Regions from separate parts of the Mus musculus genome. Here region 2 is linked to region 1. A link is a contact called in public Micro-C data. All regions are on one chromosome and are shown on one strand. Each heading gives the region's core, a stretch centred on a gene start, on an enhancer-like site or on the middle of the called end of the contact. The rest is flanking DNA. Distances are from core to core; before and after follow the strand shown.

What was found. Hi-C and Micro-C count contacts between places; a contact is called where the count stands out from the background.
Region 2: a Micro-C map of embryonic stem cells shows a contact between it and region 1, with 2.1 times the contacts expected there. The contact joins the enhancer-like site here to the promoter of Slc25a30 in region 1. A contact is called at or near these places in 1 of 15 datasets of contacts at CTCF or cohesin (the NIH/3T3 cell line), 3 of 484 Hi-C or Micro-C datasets (the AML12 cell line, cortical neurons and embryonic stem cells), 2 of 115 datasets of contacts at active chromatin or transcription factors (bone marrow-derived macrophages and embryonic stem cells) and 1 of 9 other capture datasets (adipose tissue).

What each region holds. Positions count from the first base shown.
Region 1 is chr14:75,784,085-75,791,885 of GRCm38.p6, reverse strand. Slc25a30 (solute carrier family 25, member 30) reads left to right here and starts at 4,849. Exons shown (of 10, transcript NM_026232.3): 1 at 4,849-4,961.
Region 2 is chr14:76,080,940-76,088,740 of GRCm38.p6, reverse strand. It overlaps Gpalpp1 (GPALPP motifs containing 1), which reads left to right. Exons shown (of 8, transcript NM_026177.3): 8 at 1-2,509. Among named protein-coding and RNA genes, the nearest start is that of Gpalpp1, 26 kb to the left of the region's middle. Within about 2 kb of position 4,385, at least 36 of the 459 cell types and tissues checked have an H3K27ac peak or open chromatin away from gene starts, as enhancers often do. A contact at or near this core is called in embryonic stem cells, where this site is marked.

The DNA.
Region 1 (7,801 bases), core at 3,600-6,099:
CATCCAGGCAGGCATGGTGCAGGAGAAGCTGAGAGTTCTACATCTTCATCTGAAGGCAATTAAGAGAACACTGGCTTCCAAACAGCTAGGATGAGGGTCTTAAAGCCCACATGCACAGTGATACACCAACACCAACAAGGCCACTCCTACTCCAACAAGGCCACACCTCCACATAGTGCTGCTCTCTGGGCCAAGCATACTCAAACCACCACATTCACTGTTAGCACACAAAAGGCTGTGGCTTCTGTCTTTGACCCTTCCATTTCAAGTGAAGCAGTTGTGAACAGTGGCATAGGAGGTCCATGATGCAAGAGACTGCCATCTTCAGCTGTTGTGGGTATAAATGTGTTTCCTAAGCCCCAAAGATAAAGTCTTGAGATATTACTTGGAAACAGCACTTTTTTTTTGTTATTGTTGTTGGGTTTTATTTTGTTTGCTTTGGGTTTTTTTGCCAACACGATAGAGTTAGGTGTGGTCATACTGGAAATGTTAGCGTTCTGTGACTATAACGAGCACCTGAGATACCCTCACTTACAAAGAGAAAAGGGCTGCTTGGGTTTATAGCTTTAGAGGCTTGTTGTCTGGTGACAAGTTCACAAGAAGCATGTGACAAAGCTATTAGAATTCACCTCATAGCCAGGAAGTGACATAGAAAAAAGAATGAATTGAAATCCTACTATCTAACAATTGGAAGGAAGACTTCCCACTATGCCCCACCCCCACCCCACTTCCTCCAAGTGCTGCTAAGAGTAAGACTAAGTTTCCAACATATGGGCCTTTGGGGGGACATCCTAGAAATTCTAAAACAGGACACTGGGCTGGAGTGAGTCCCAACCCTGAGACTGTTTTTTTTTTTTTCTTTAAATTTATTTTATTTATAGCATCCATTCTTGCTGTCTTCAGACACACCAGAACAGAGCATCAGATCCCATTACAGATGGTTGTGAGCTACCATGTAGTTGCTGGGAATTGAACTCAGGACCTCTGAAATTGCAGTCAGTGCTCTTAACCACTGAGCCATCTCTCTGGTTCACTGTTATATTTTTAAGAAAGAAATTTAGTAGAGACACACATGGGGAACACCATCCAAAGGCCTCTGGCAGAGGTCAAAATGAGGAAGCTGCCAGAAAGAGGCTGTACGTCATCAGGCTGTGCCCCAAAGCCTTCATAGAAAATATCATCCTGTTTCTGTCTGATCTTTTGGACTTGGAGAAAAATCAATCCTTTTTGTGGTACTTTGCTATGAAGTCCCAGGAAATGATTTCATCAGTCAATGGCCAGCCTGGATATGAAGCCTGCCAATAGGCAAGAGTGCTCCTGAAAGAGGATCTTGCAGGGCGTGCCAGCAGCCAGGCTGGTGAACTTGCAAGTATTCCACTTTCACTCTTGAGACAAGCCTGGAGATGACCACAACCCCAAGTGACCCTTAATATTAGACACCCGGAGCTGAAGTACTAATCTAAGTGTTCCTGTCTCCCATCCCCACCCATCAGGAAGGTAATTTAGGAGTTAAGGGTGGTTGGTTGCCAACTCCAGTGCTTCCTGATAGGAGCAAGGGAGCAGAGGCGAGAGAATGGGAGCAATAAAATAGCTCTGGAATGGATGCAAGATTTAAAAATGACAAATATAGTATAGTATCAGTTAGAAAGATGACACATATACTCAGTTTCTAACTGATACTATGTGTACTGAAGAGATGGCTCGGTAGTTAAGCGCACTGGATGTTCTTCCAGAGGACCTAGGTTTGATCCCCAACACCCATATTGCCGCTCACAACTGTTTGAAACTCCAGTTCCAGGGGATCCGATGCCCTTTTCTGGTTTTCTTGGGTACTGCTCAAAGGTGGGCACATACATACAGGCAAAGCATTTATACACATAGAGTAAAATAGTTTGCAGACAAACTGATACCATAACCATATTGAAAAGCCTACTATATGGCTTAGTAAGTAAAGGCACTTTGCATCAAACCTGATGACATAAGTTCAAACCCTACCACTCATGATGGAAGGAGAGAACTGACTTCCCAAGTTTCCCTGTGGGACACACACACACACACAAGTGAATGTATAAAAAGTTTTTAAAAGTATATTAATTCAAGAACTTTGGAGCACTGTACACTAATTGCATTATATTTAAAAGATTATAAAGGTTAAAACAATTTCAAAGAAGTCTCAAATCAAAGAAGTGAGTTTGTTGCTAGCGGTGCTACTGGTGTGTCTTAGCTCTGCTCGTTCGGAGATGGACAGGGCAGTTTTGCCCCAGAGCAGGCTGAGCTCAGGGCAAGGTCACCACTGCCTCTGAGCAGGACCATTATCTCGACAGAAAGAGTTAATCATAACAAGCCTTAGCTGCAAACTGTGGATGCCAGTTAGGACTGGTGGTTGTGCTGGTCTGACTCAGGCAAGGCCATGGCTACTTCAAGGTCAGGGTGTTGCAAACCATGATAAGCATTAGTTGCAATTACCCCAGTGTGGCGGGACATTGAACCACTGCCCGACAGCCTGCATAGAACTCCCCATCTCTAGAGACACTTAGAAAGTCACTGTCAAGGTAGTTCTGCCCACTGTCTCATCTACCATGGCTTTCTTGAATTACACTTTAATAACTCCACTTTTGCCTTTAGTCTTTGGTGAATTCATTCACAGCCCACAGGTCGCTAGCCTGTCACTGTCACTCCTGTCACAGAGTCAGCGGCTTTGTGTAGAGTATAGAACAGAAGGACTAGATAAATGTGTAAATGCAAGGGGAATAGGAATTTTCTAGCTTAGACGAAAGAGACAGAGAAAGGAGGAGGCTAGATTGGAACCCATGGTATAGGCGTCTAAATTAGAGATATCCATCACTCGGGATTTAAAAGTATCTGGGGAGGGTGGTGAGATGGCTCAGTGGTTAAGGATACTTGCTGTTCTTCTAAAGGACTTGGGTTCAGTTCCCAGCACTCACATAGCAGCTTATAATCATCTGTGCTCCTATTCTAGGGGGTCTGATGCCCTCTTCTGACTTCTGTGGACACCAGACATCCATGTGGTGTCCATAGAGGTCATGATCACACGTGAACGAACACACATGCACTTGCACACACATGCACACGAAATATTCATAACATAAGCAGGAATAACTAAACCTAAGAACAATTTAAAAAATATCTGCGGTGAGAGGCATATTGTTTGTGAGGGTAACACTGATGGTCAACCTGACAGATCTAGAATCAAGGTTCCTGGGATACCCATGAGGTATTATCTAGATTAGGCATGCCTGTGAGGGATGTGTGGGGGCAGGGAAACTGAAGTGGGAAGACTCCCCCTGAATGTGGCCAATACCTTCTATCAGAAGCTGATATACAAGGAGCCCCAAGGGAAAACCCTTTGCTTGCTTGCCTTTGCCTCTTGCTAGTGAGCGCTTCTGTCATTGCTTCTAAATTCCTTTGCTGGCACCAGAACCAGGCTTCATTGGCTCTCCAAGATGGACTGAAGGCCATTGGTTCTACAGGAGCCTTGGCATCAGATTGGGACTACTGAGGCACCCAGGCTGCTGGTATGAGCAGCTGCCAGGTCCCCCAGCCTTTTCACATTGCAGGCAGCCATCCTTGGACTGACTACCCAGACCATATCATGTGAGGTGGCTGAATAAATCCCCTTTGAATATAGTCATTATATTGGTTCTTTTTCTAAAGAGAACCCAACTACACTGTTTTATGTTATGTGACACAATATAAAAGGAAACACACAGAAGAACTTTATAACAAAACTTTCCAAGGACAATCGGCAAGGACTATTGAGAACTGGTTTTGAGAACTGGTAGGCATTGTGCTGGAGAGCAGAGAGTGCTAGACGATAAAACATCCCCAGGACACAGAAGCAAGGGCTTCCAAGAAACAAACCCAGCAGTCCACATCCGTTTTCAATGCAAAGAGGAGGGGCTTTGTTGAGGAGATAGGAACCTTGAACAAGCCGCATCTTGCTCTATGCACCTTGCTCCGTAGGTAACAATGACAAACTGGCAGAGTGCATGTCCAGAAATGAAGGAAGTCTTGTGAATATCCGCCATTGTTCTAAAGGTTTCTAAATTTAATCACGAGGAAATAATCCCACGAATCCAGAACTTGACAAGACAATTGGTCTGGACCGCAACTATGCCAAAGTTAAGAAGAGTTTAGGAAACTAGAGGCTCCGGTCAGATTGTAAATAAATAGCTAATGAAAAAAAGAAAAAGAAAACGAGAGCTCTGGTTTAAGAAGTTTACGAGAGGTGAATTCAGATGCATTGGGTTGATTTTTAGTAGCTCCCGAGTTTCCTGTGCGCATGTGTGGATGACCTTTTGAGACAGCAAGGGGATATAAATATTATCATATTTATATGGGATATGATTGAAAATGTACTCAGTCTCTTGTATATGATAAGTGGTAATTTTTCAAGAGTTCGGTGTGAAAGGAATAGACACAGAAAGAATGCAAGAGTTGCGAAATGCTAGCGTTGGTGAGTCTGGGCTCTCAGTTTTCAGTCAGCACATTTCAAATTATAAAGCTCTATGTTAAAAACAGTGAACGCAAGATGATTCTTTGCGACTGCCGAGGTTCTGGGAGACACGGAGAAGCCCCTCTGAAGAAGAGTCTGTGGCTTCCCGGCTTCCCCTTCACAGACCGAAGGCAGTGGGGAGCAGCGAGCAGCCCGCAGCTCGGTTCCCAGCAGTGAGAGCCTGAGAACCCCAGTCTGGTTGCTTCTGGGACCCGCTCTTCCTGGGTCTCCTTGGCTGTGGCTGGAGGCGTGGCCTTGAGGGAGCCGGTGTCGACAGTGACCAATGAGAACGTGGTGTGGGCGTGTCCGGGCGAGAAGCGGGCGGAGCCGTTCCCGGCTTGGGCCGCGCCCGCCGTTCGGCGGCCTTTTCTTCCGCTCCCGCACCGAGGTGCTCCCAGGCGGCTGCACTGGCTCCGAGGAGTAGCAGGAGGAGCTCCGCCGCGGGGTGAGTTCCCGGCCGCGCTGCTGCCTTGTGGACCTGGCCAGAGAACCGCTGCGGCGGGTTTGCTCCGGGCTGAAGTGCGCTGGGGTTCGCGGGCTGGGGTTCGGTGGGTACGAGGTTCCGGAGCCCGGGCTCGCTCTGGGACCCGGGCTCGCTCCCGGGTTCTAGTGGTTCTGCGGGATCTGCGGAGGATGGCTGAGGGGGGCGTCCGGGAGGCTCAAGGGTTGCACCCTTTGCTGCGACACTTCTTCCTCCCACCGGTGTGCGCCCCTCCCATCCGTGGGCAGAGACGGTGCAGCTTCAGCACCCGCGAGCTCAGTACCCGGGATAGGGCTCTTCATCCATTGAATTGCTGGTGTAGGGCTGGGGATGTTGCTCAGTGGTTGAGCTATTTATTGTATACAGGGTCCCGGGTTCAATCATCAGCGTTGCTAAATAGGCGGTTAATAAACAATGTCCATTTTCTTTAAGGTAATGGGGCGCGCGCGTACACACACACACACACACACACACACACACAAATTGCTCGTGAAACAACAAGCTAGGTTGCTGCTTGCGAGTTCGCAAGAACCTGTCAAATGAATTGCTCGAAAAGTTAACGTGCTAATGCGTTTTAAAGGCTTTTTAGGTGTAATTTCAGGCAAAACACTCAGTAGTCAGGATTGTTCTTGCCTAAGAATAGCAAAACAATGCTAGAACGAACGCCCTTGTAGATTCTACATTCGGAGATGTGTTAGTGTGAAGCTGAAAGGCATGGATTTAGATCTTAGCAGTGGCACTGCCAACTTTTGTAACATGGGCTTAATTATCTCGTGAAAAAATGGTACTATTTCTAAAATGTTTTTAAAACACCATATTTCATAAGTATGTGTTGAGTTTGGTTTTTTCTTTTTTTTACCTGTACACTTAAAAAAAGATTCACCCAGTCTTATTTATGTGTCTGTGAGTTTATATGCGAAGTACTTTTGGAAGTCAGAATGCATCAGATTCTCTAAAACAGGAGTTCTAAGCAGGTGTGAGCCACTTGATGTGGATAGTGGGAATCGAACCCTGGTCCTCTGGAAGAACAGGCTGAGCCATCTCTCGGCCCCTCACTGTGTGCTTTTAATGAAGAATAGGAATAGGAAAGGCTTATGAAAAGACAGTGTAATGGGGGAGAGATTTATGAGAACACGAAGGGAAGAGTATGTGATTACGGTTTAAGACTGTACACTGAAAGAACAGACCAAAATGAAAATGATTTATTAATTATATAAGAGGAACTTGGAGAGCCCGCAGAAGTACTAGCAGTGCCAATTTTAAAGAATAATCGTACAAAGCAGTGAGTTTCATCACACTGACTTCATAGCTTTGTTTCTCATCCTACCCACCCGCCCCCTCCCTCCATCGACTGCCTGCCCAGTTAGAGCCCTTCTACTTTCTTTTTTTTCTCATTTTTTAAAATATTTTTTATTATGTATTTTCCTCAATTACATTTCCAATGCTATCCCAAAAGTCCCCTATACCCTCCCCCCCCCACTTCCCTACCCACCCATTCCCAATTTTTTGGCCCTGGCGTTCCCCTGTACTGGGGCATATAAAGTTTGTGTGTCCAATGGGCCTCTCTTTCCAGTGATGGCCGACTAGGCCATTTTTTGATACATATGCAGCTAGAGTCCAGAGCTCCGGGGTACTGGTTAGTTCATAATGTTCCACCTATAGGGTTGCAGATCCCTTTAGCTCCTTGGGTACTTTCTCTAGCTCCTCCATTGGGAGCCCTGTGATCCATCCATTAGCTGACTGTGAGCATCCACTTCTGTGTTTGCTAGGCCCCGGCCCTTCTACTTTCTAGTCCATCAGCTGTTTCCTTTCTCTCCGAAGGTCTTTTCCTCCTTTCTCATGACTGTCTTCCTAGTAACATGATCCGTACACATACACTTACAAATACACACATATATTTATTTATTTATTTATTTTTTAATCTCTTTTCTTTTTTTTTAATATTTATTTATTTATTATATGTAAGTACACTGTAGCTGTCCTCAGACACTCCAGAAGAGGGAGTCAGATCTTGTTATGGATGGTTGTGAGCCACCATGTGGTTGCTGGGATTTGAACTCCTGACCTTCGGAAGAGCAGTCGGGTGCTCTTACCCACTGAGCCATCTCACCAGCCCATACACATATATTTATGAACATAAAACATGGAATGTTTGTCTTTTGGAGTCTAGCTTATATTCTATTTTTTTAAAAAAAGACTTATTTATTTATTATTATATGTAAGTACACCGTAGCTGTCTTCAGACACTCAAGAAGAGAGTGTCAGATCCCATTACAGATGGTTGTGAGCCACCATGTGGTTGCTGGGATTTGAACTCGGGACTTTCGGAAGAGCAGTCGGTGCTCTCAACTGCTGAGCCATCTCAACAGCCCCCTAACTTATATTCCTTTATATAGTGACTTTCAGTTGTATACATTTTCCCACAAATGCCGTGATTTCATTTTTTCTTGTGGCTGCATAAAATTCTGTTGTATATTGTCACAGTTTGTATATGCTTGGCCCAGGGAGTGGCACTGTTAGGAGGTGAGGCCCTGTTGGAGTAGGTGTGTCACTGTGGCTTTAAGACCCTCATCCTAGCTGCCTGGAAGTCAGTATTCTGCTAGCAGCCTTTAGATGAAGATGTAGAACTCTCAGTTCCTCTTGCACCATGCCTGCCTGGAAGATGCCCTGATGATAATGGACTGAACCTGATTTCATTTAAACCTATGAACCTGTAAGCCAGCCCCAATTAAATGTTGTCCTTAGAAGAGTTGCCTTGGACGTGGTGTCTGTTCACAGCAGTAAAACCCTAGCTAAGACATATA
Region 2 (7,801 bases), core at 3,136-5,635, 300 kb before region 1:
AAATAACCAAATAATCACTGGAAATGGGGAATCTGTACTCGCAACCACCCAGTGGGAGTATTATATGGTTTAGTGCTGTAAGCAATGCCTCTTGAGCTGTTAAACAGACACTCCTAATGAGGGAGAGAAAAGCTAAATGCGAATTCTGGGCATTTCTAGCAGGTTTTTTTGTTCTGCCGACTCTGTATTCTAGTTTTCACAAAGCATAGAGTTGTAATGGGAAAATGTTTTGATTCCCAATTCATGTGAACTTTATAAAAATTAGGCAAACTGTTCAAATTACAATATAAAGTATTTCTTAATAGTGGCACAATTTTTATACTGGTATAAACAGCCTATTCAAGGACTGCTGCTTCTTAAAACCTGAATTATTTTGAGTAAATTAAACAGACTTCTTGTCCCCATAGATTTAGATAGATCTACCCTTTGGCTAAAGTGAATGGGTTTCTGCATATAAAACTTTATACAAGAGTATTAATTCTGACTAGCATGGTCATGAGTGCCTTTAATCCCAGCACTTGGAAGGCAGAGGCAGGCATATCTATGTAAGCTCAAGGCCAGCCTGCTCTACAGAGTGAATTCCAGGACATCCAGTGCTGTGTAGAGAGACCCTGTCTCAAAAATCCAAGAAAAAGGAGTATTTATTCTGTCCTTTTCATATTGTGATTATCCCCCCCCCCATGAGAGGAAAATGTTTTTTTAGCTATTAGAAAACCTAACATATTTTGTGAAATTTGTTACTTTTAAAAGTTATTATGTGTAAGTACACTGTAGCTGTCTTCAGACACTCCAGAAGAGGGTATCAGATTTCCTTACGGATGGTTGTGAGCCACAATGTGGTTGCTGGGATTTGAACTCAGGACCTTTGGAAGAGCAGTCGGTGTTCTTAACTGCTGAGCCATTTCTCCAGCCTCTTTTTAAAGTTAAAATACTAAGAAATCAATCAATTTAAAGGAGGTAGCTGTCGGCAGAGCGTGTACAGCTCTTGCAAATCACCTGACTCAGTTCCCAGCACCCACACCTGGTGTCCACACTCCCTGTAACTCCAGCTGCACGGGGTCTGACCCCTCTTGGGGTCCATGGTCATCTGTGCCCATGTACAAAATGACACTCAGACTCATAACTTTAAAAATAATCTTAAAAGTAAAAATACCACTTCTGGACACTCATTGGCCTTGCTTTCTCAGTGGAAGGGGTTAGGAATATCTGTACTATGCTTACTATTTCCTGTGACCTCAGATAAAGGACAGCCCACCAGATGTATGATTACCTCGCTGGCACCCTGGAGCCAGTGCTATTTTCTGTTACCCAGATGACAGTTGCAGTAAAGTATATGCCATTTCCAGGGAGGTTTGGCCACATGGAGACATAAATCTCAATTAATATTGACCATAAAAAAATGAAGCAGCTCTGTGTGCATTACAGAAAGATGTTCCTCATATCATCCCATCTTCCAAAGAGCAGAGGCCTGCTGGAGTCCACTGCCCTGACAGTCAGCATTTCCTAATAAAAGCAGCCCTGCAACCCCTGGCCATGTTTTACAGGGAGTGAAGAAGAAAGGAGTTACTAGCACCAGGTCAAACCCTGGTGTCTCACCACTAACGTTGGCCATCAATTCCCTGGATGGCCTTGTCCAGGTCCGACTGCTCAGCCTCAAACAGTATTCACATCACTGGTGAGCAGACGGTTGGTTTTAGTAGTAGGGGAAGATGAGGGACTAAAACAAGAGAGGACCTGGCCAACCCAGGATAAGACTTTCAGATTGGCCTCCACAGGGAAAACTGAGCTCTGCTTGTGGGGTGGGGGACATAGTCTACATGAGTTTTTTCATTTATTTAGCTTTAAGAACACATTCACTTATTCATTTATCCTTTGTTAGGTGTGAGATTGCTATGTGTATAGATCTGAGCCTTCCATGTTTCAGAGTCACATAAATCATTCGCTGTTACATGATACTATGGTTCTTATGCAGACTAATCATGTTGATACCATTGTGAAATACATGACAGTGGTGCAGAGCTCATAAGCTCGAGGCCTCGTCCGCTTCCACTTCTCCATGGTGTTATTGGTGCTTCTAGAAAAGCCTCTCCAGGGCATTATACCTGAGAGGAGGAGTCTACATCGAGGAAAGTGGCTCCAGATGAGAGACCACGAAGCACCACCTACCTGACTTCTGCTGCCATACTGAGGCTTCGTCTGGGCTGCAGATACAGAGCCTTGTGCTGCTGTAGAAGAGCTTTTTGTTTGGTTGTTGTTGTTTTGTTTACAGCTTTAAAAACCCACTCTAACGGGGCCCAGGCATGTGGGTGAGCGTGAAGTCCTGGCTCCATCCCCAGTTCTCAGCACCACCCAGAAATTGTTTAACTGTGACCATGGTGTGTACAAGGTTGAAAGGTTGTATACTCCTTGTAGCCGTTTCATTTAGGAAAGGCTGCTTTTAGAAAAGGATCATTTTGAAGTATAGTTTTATATATACATATATGAATAAAATGTCCTCTATATCTGAGAAGTTGGAATCTTCCTTTTTTGTTTTTCTTTGTTTTGATATTCTTAGCTTTCCTGAAGCAAGCAGTACTGGCAGCAAGAATATCCTGAACAGGTTTCTTCTGGTTAGCCAGTCATTGTGGACTATTATGCAGGTGATGGGAAGGAGAAAAAGAATTCGGGTGGGGGAGGAGGAGTGAAGATGCTGGTGGCACAGACCTGCAACCCCACTATTGAGCCTAAGGCAGGAGAATCACAGGCTAAAGGCCTGCATGGGCTGCACCATGTTTTCCAGTTCAGCTGCGATGAGCGAGAAGCACTATCATGGAACTGACTGCAGGGTCAAAAGCCTGTGCTGGGACCATGGAGTCCATCTTACCTTTGATTCCCGCCAGGGTTCTAATGAAAATTCCAGTGTTTCTTATGGTAGGTATGTCAATCAGTCCTGAGTTCACCCCAGATTTGTCAGTGTCCACGTCTGCCCATTGTGAATCTCCTTTTCAGTAGGTAACTGCTAACCCATGTCTCAGAATCTTTGTGTAGAACAGCAGTGGGAGGGGGCAGGCACACAGGGCGCACATTAGCTTTGGGGCTGGTGTTTGGTGCTGTCCAGGAGATGGACTGTGTCTAAAATGCCTGCTCGTCCCCTCCTCGTTCACCGCCCTCAAACCCCTAACATCAAGAAGTACATCCATCTACCACAAACAGGGACGATGGAGAGTAAGGCCATCGCAGTTAGCTCACCACAGCCTGCTGTCGTTTATAAATCACACCGCAATTCAAAAGGATATATTTAGACTTTCCCCTCCACAAATAAGAAAATAATGAAAAAATAGGATTTCCAACTCCAACCCAGTCAGCAGCCAGAAAGCCCCAACCCCGAAATCAATCACATCTCTTACATAGAAGGGCAGTGGCTACAGCGGCCCTGGATACAGGTTAGTCAGGGTAGCAAACAGGCTGGACTTCACTCCTTCAAGCCCAAGACAGGATGTAGTGTTAGCAACCCGAAGTTAGCTGTCAATCAGGGGTCAGGGTGACTTGGACTGGGTGTCCTTGGGTTCTCTCAGTGCTGTGTGTATTTCTTGACTCTGAACCATAGGATCCCTCAGAGGAAGGGAAGGCATGGTTCTCAGAACAATGGCGTATATTCATGGCAAACAAAATCTAGAGGAGGGAAAAGAGAAACCTACCGTTGGCAAAAGCCTAGCATGGAGTAGTTAGGCATGGCTTTTCAGTGGATTTGAGTAGAGGTCATTTTTAATTTACAGTTGTATTATCATTCGCAATTAAATAAGTTGCTATGGTGCTTCCAGCCTCTCAGACACAGCAGTTAGATCATTCGTAAATGTATGCTTTCAGAGCCAAGAAGGCGAGGGATTGTTCTTGCACAGGAAGCTGTTCCAAAGTGGATTTTGCTTATGTTCCTAGCAAACTACCAATCTCCAACGTGGGCAGTAACCGCAGTGATTTAAGTGTTAATGACACAAACTGTGCTTGTTCCAGAGCTCTGGGGTTTCTGTTAGAATTTGGGAGAAGGTTCTGGGGTCATTTAAACCAACTCAGTAATTAACTACAGCCAAAAATCTAGCAGCATACTGAGAGGAAGAGGAAAAAACACAAGGAAAGAATGGCCTGTTGAAGCCTCCCCCGGAAACTGTTTCCACTCTAGACAAATGTCTAGGAAAGAACACTAAGTCAGCTCCTGTTGCCGTGTATTTATCGAGCCTATACAATATGTAAAGTGCTGATCTGAGAATACAAAAATACATAAGACATGACCTTTAACTCACCAGTCTAGTGGGGCAGACAATATGCAGAACCAACTAGTGCTATCTGTTGAGCACATGCCAGAGGTGTGTACATGTACTGATTGTGATCGTAGGGCATGCCTGGGCATGAGCTGAGAAGAAAGGGCTACAGTGAATCTCAGTGGATGCTGTTGCTGGTGTGTGGGCATTGAAGAGTGAAAGAGACCAGCTAGAAAGGAAGAGCCAATGCAGGGGGTTCAGCCTGTGGAGCTGAGGGTCAGCAGTCAGCAATGTTGCAGAGAAGACAGCCTGGATAGGAGGAGGGACAAGGGAAGCTGGCTCTGTGAGTTAAGTGTTTGAGGGTTACACATTTGAACCTGAATTTGAAGTACAGAGATACAAATCTGTATGTAACCCTGCCCCCGGGAGCAGATGGAGACTGGCAGACCTAGAGCAGTGGTTCTCAACCTGGGGGTCACGCAGGCTAGATAATTTGCACTGCAGTTTATAACGGTAGCAAAATCACAACTATGGAGTAGCAAAGAAATAATTGTATGGCTGGTGGTCATCACAGCACGAGGAACTGTATTAAAGGGGTGCAGCATTGTGAAGGCTGAGAACTACTGTCCCAGAGGATTATGAAGGCTGAGAACTCCGTGAGAGACCCTGGGGCTGGATAGATTGCTTAGCAGAGGATTTAGGTTTGGTTCCCAGCACCAAAATCAGACAGCTCATGATGCAGGCACCGACACTTACACATAAAATAAGGCATGGTAGTGGAGGAAGGCACCCAGCATTAGCTCTGACACACACAACATCTGATACTAGAAACCAGGAGCCAAAAATGGTTACTAGCCTTGGTAAGTCTGTGAATATAGAGTCACAAAGTTAGGGGAAGTATGCCTGACATATATAAGTAGAAATTCTGTTAACTGGACTGTTGGGGGAACTCTCATCAAATGCATAGATTAATCCTTCTCAAAAAGACACATTAGCCAGGGCCCACCGGTGAGAAAACTCAGTGGGTACAGATGCTTGTCTTCAAGCCTGAAAACCTGAGTTCAGTCCCTGGAACCCACACAGTAGAAGGAGAGAGCAGATGATTCCTATAGGTTGTTCCCAGGCGCATGCACACACACACACACACACACACACACACACACACAAAAGGGGGGGGAGGAGAGGGAGAGCTCAAATTTTACACGTCTATTTTTTCTAATCTACAGAATCTTAACCACAAACACCAGATAACCTTCATTCTACCTAGATAAGCATCAGAGTGCACTTGCGGAGAGTATAAGCTGGGGCTTCAAGGTTCAGGATAAGCACCGAAGGCCAGAGAGAGAAAACTGCACAAAGACAAGCAGAGAGCTACGTTAGTGGTCCTAGAATGGCTTAGATGCCATGACAGAGGATGTCTGTTGCTGATGCAACCAATCCAAGGCAAGAATCTACAGATTCTGGTTGGGGAGCCAGAAGAAGAATAGCGATTCCAGGCTAGACGGGGAAGAGCCCGACAGGAGACTAACAAACTGGGAGAGACACTACATATGAGACTAGTCTATATGAGACTAGTCTACCGTACATTAATCATATACAATGACAGATTTCATTTTGACATTGTCATCCGTGTATCTGATGCAGTTTGATTAAATTCACCCAGTCATCCCTCGTACTGCTGCTGATCCATTTCCTCTCAACAAGTCTCTACTGTTTCTTTCTTTTTGGTGACCCAGTGAATTTAATTAAGGTTGCTTCCGTGAGCATGGGTGAGGAGTTAGGTGCAGAAACATAAGCAACTTCCCATTGGCTACACCATTAAAAGAAATGTTTCCCCTTTCCCCAGCAAACATTAACTGTCACTAACTCTCAAGAAACAGGACCCCAGACGGTAACCTTGTTAACTTGACTGGATCGAGGCACACCTAGGAGATTAGTAAAACACCTCTACATATGTTTGGGGTTGGGGGTGGATTTCAGGAGACAGGCAGATCCTGTGGGTTCTGATCTAATGGGTAGATTAACATATTGAGTCATAATAAGATCATTAGTGGGAGGTGGTGTAAGATACGAAGTAGAACCTAGTTGGGGAAGCAGGTCGCTGAACTGGTATCCGTGGGAGATGGCTGCTAAATGGGACCCTGACCTCTTCCTGTATTCTTCCGTCTCAGCTTCCTGTCCTTCATGAGGTGAGAAGTGCCGCTGTCACATGGCAGCACCATGATGCTTGGGCTAAAGGCACAGAGCGACTGACCAAGGACTGAGGCCTTGAAACCACGGGTCGAAATAAATCTTTCTTCCTTTAGATTGTTGCTGTGGGGGATTTTGTGGCGATGACACAAGAGTAATTGTACCTCACATTATCGGGGGGGGGGGGGGGCGACTTGAAGAACTCAGAGCACATATTGCCTTGCTCCTTAGGTCTGTCGTCCTTTGTGATCCCATTTCATCCGCATCTGCCCTTCAGTTCCTGTTCTCTCTCTGCATCTACGCATGCTCAAGATCCTCCCATTTAAAAGCAAAATGACAGCAAAAGCGAACGTCCTTCAAGGATGAGGTCAAGACAAAATTAAAGCTCAGCAATAATGGGAAGTTCCTAAGCAGATGCAAATAGGAGAACAGCATTTCAAATCTGTGAAAGTCGTCAGCCACTCAATCATGGGTGTTGACACTGTAAGACTCCGGGGAGCCTTAGCTTACCAGGGACCCCAGTGAACCATGTGGAGCCGGGATCCATGCAAAAAAGAAAGAGGAATTTATTGTTCCCGCTAGCGCACTGGAGTTGGCCCAGACCCAAAGGAGAAGCAGCGACCCCTGGCGCCTGTTCGGAGTTTTTATATGGTTTCCAGGGGCAGACTAGCGCATCAGCAACTAGGCACAATATGATTGGTGGAACAGTGCACCCTTTAAACTGATTGGTCTTTAGGGAATGAGGTAACAAGGGAAGTCCTTGTCTGAAGGTGGACAGAAAGTGTCCCCACCCGCAGGTCAGTTCCCACCCTGTGGTCTGAGGAATGTTAATTAGCCTCTCCCTTCCGGAGGGGCGAGTGTTTCATGACCTTCCCAAAATTCCTGAGCTGACCTTTTCAACACTACTGGATAGACATGTGGGAAATGGGTTGGTTTCTGTTTTGCAAAGTATATAGAAAAAAATACCAGGTAGATTAGATAGTCTTAAGGTTAAAAAAAAAGTTCTAGAAGAACTATGTAGATATAGCTGGGCGGTGGTGGCGCACGCCTTTAAACCCAGCACTTGGGAGGCAGAGGCAGGCGGATTTCTGAGTTCCAGGCCAGCCTGGTCTACAAAGTTCCAGGACAGCCAATGCTATACAGAGAAACCCTGTCTCAAAAACCAAACCAAACCAAACCAACCAAACAAACAAACAAAACTATGTAGATATACTTTTATAACATGAGGTAGTTTTGTTATTGTCATGGAGTTACAGGGATTTTCTAAACAGGCATAGTATTCAGAACTCCTAAAATAAAACCTGATAAACTGGTCTCCATTAATGAGAAAACTCAACACAAAAACATAGTTGAGAGATTAGTGAATACCTACTAAT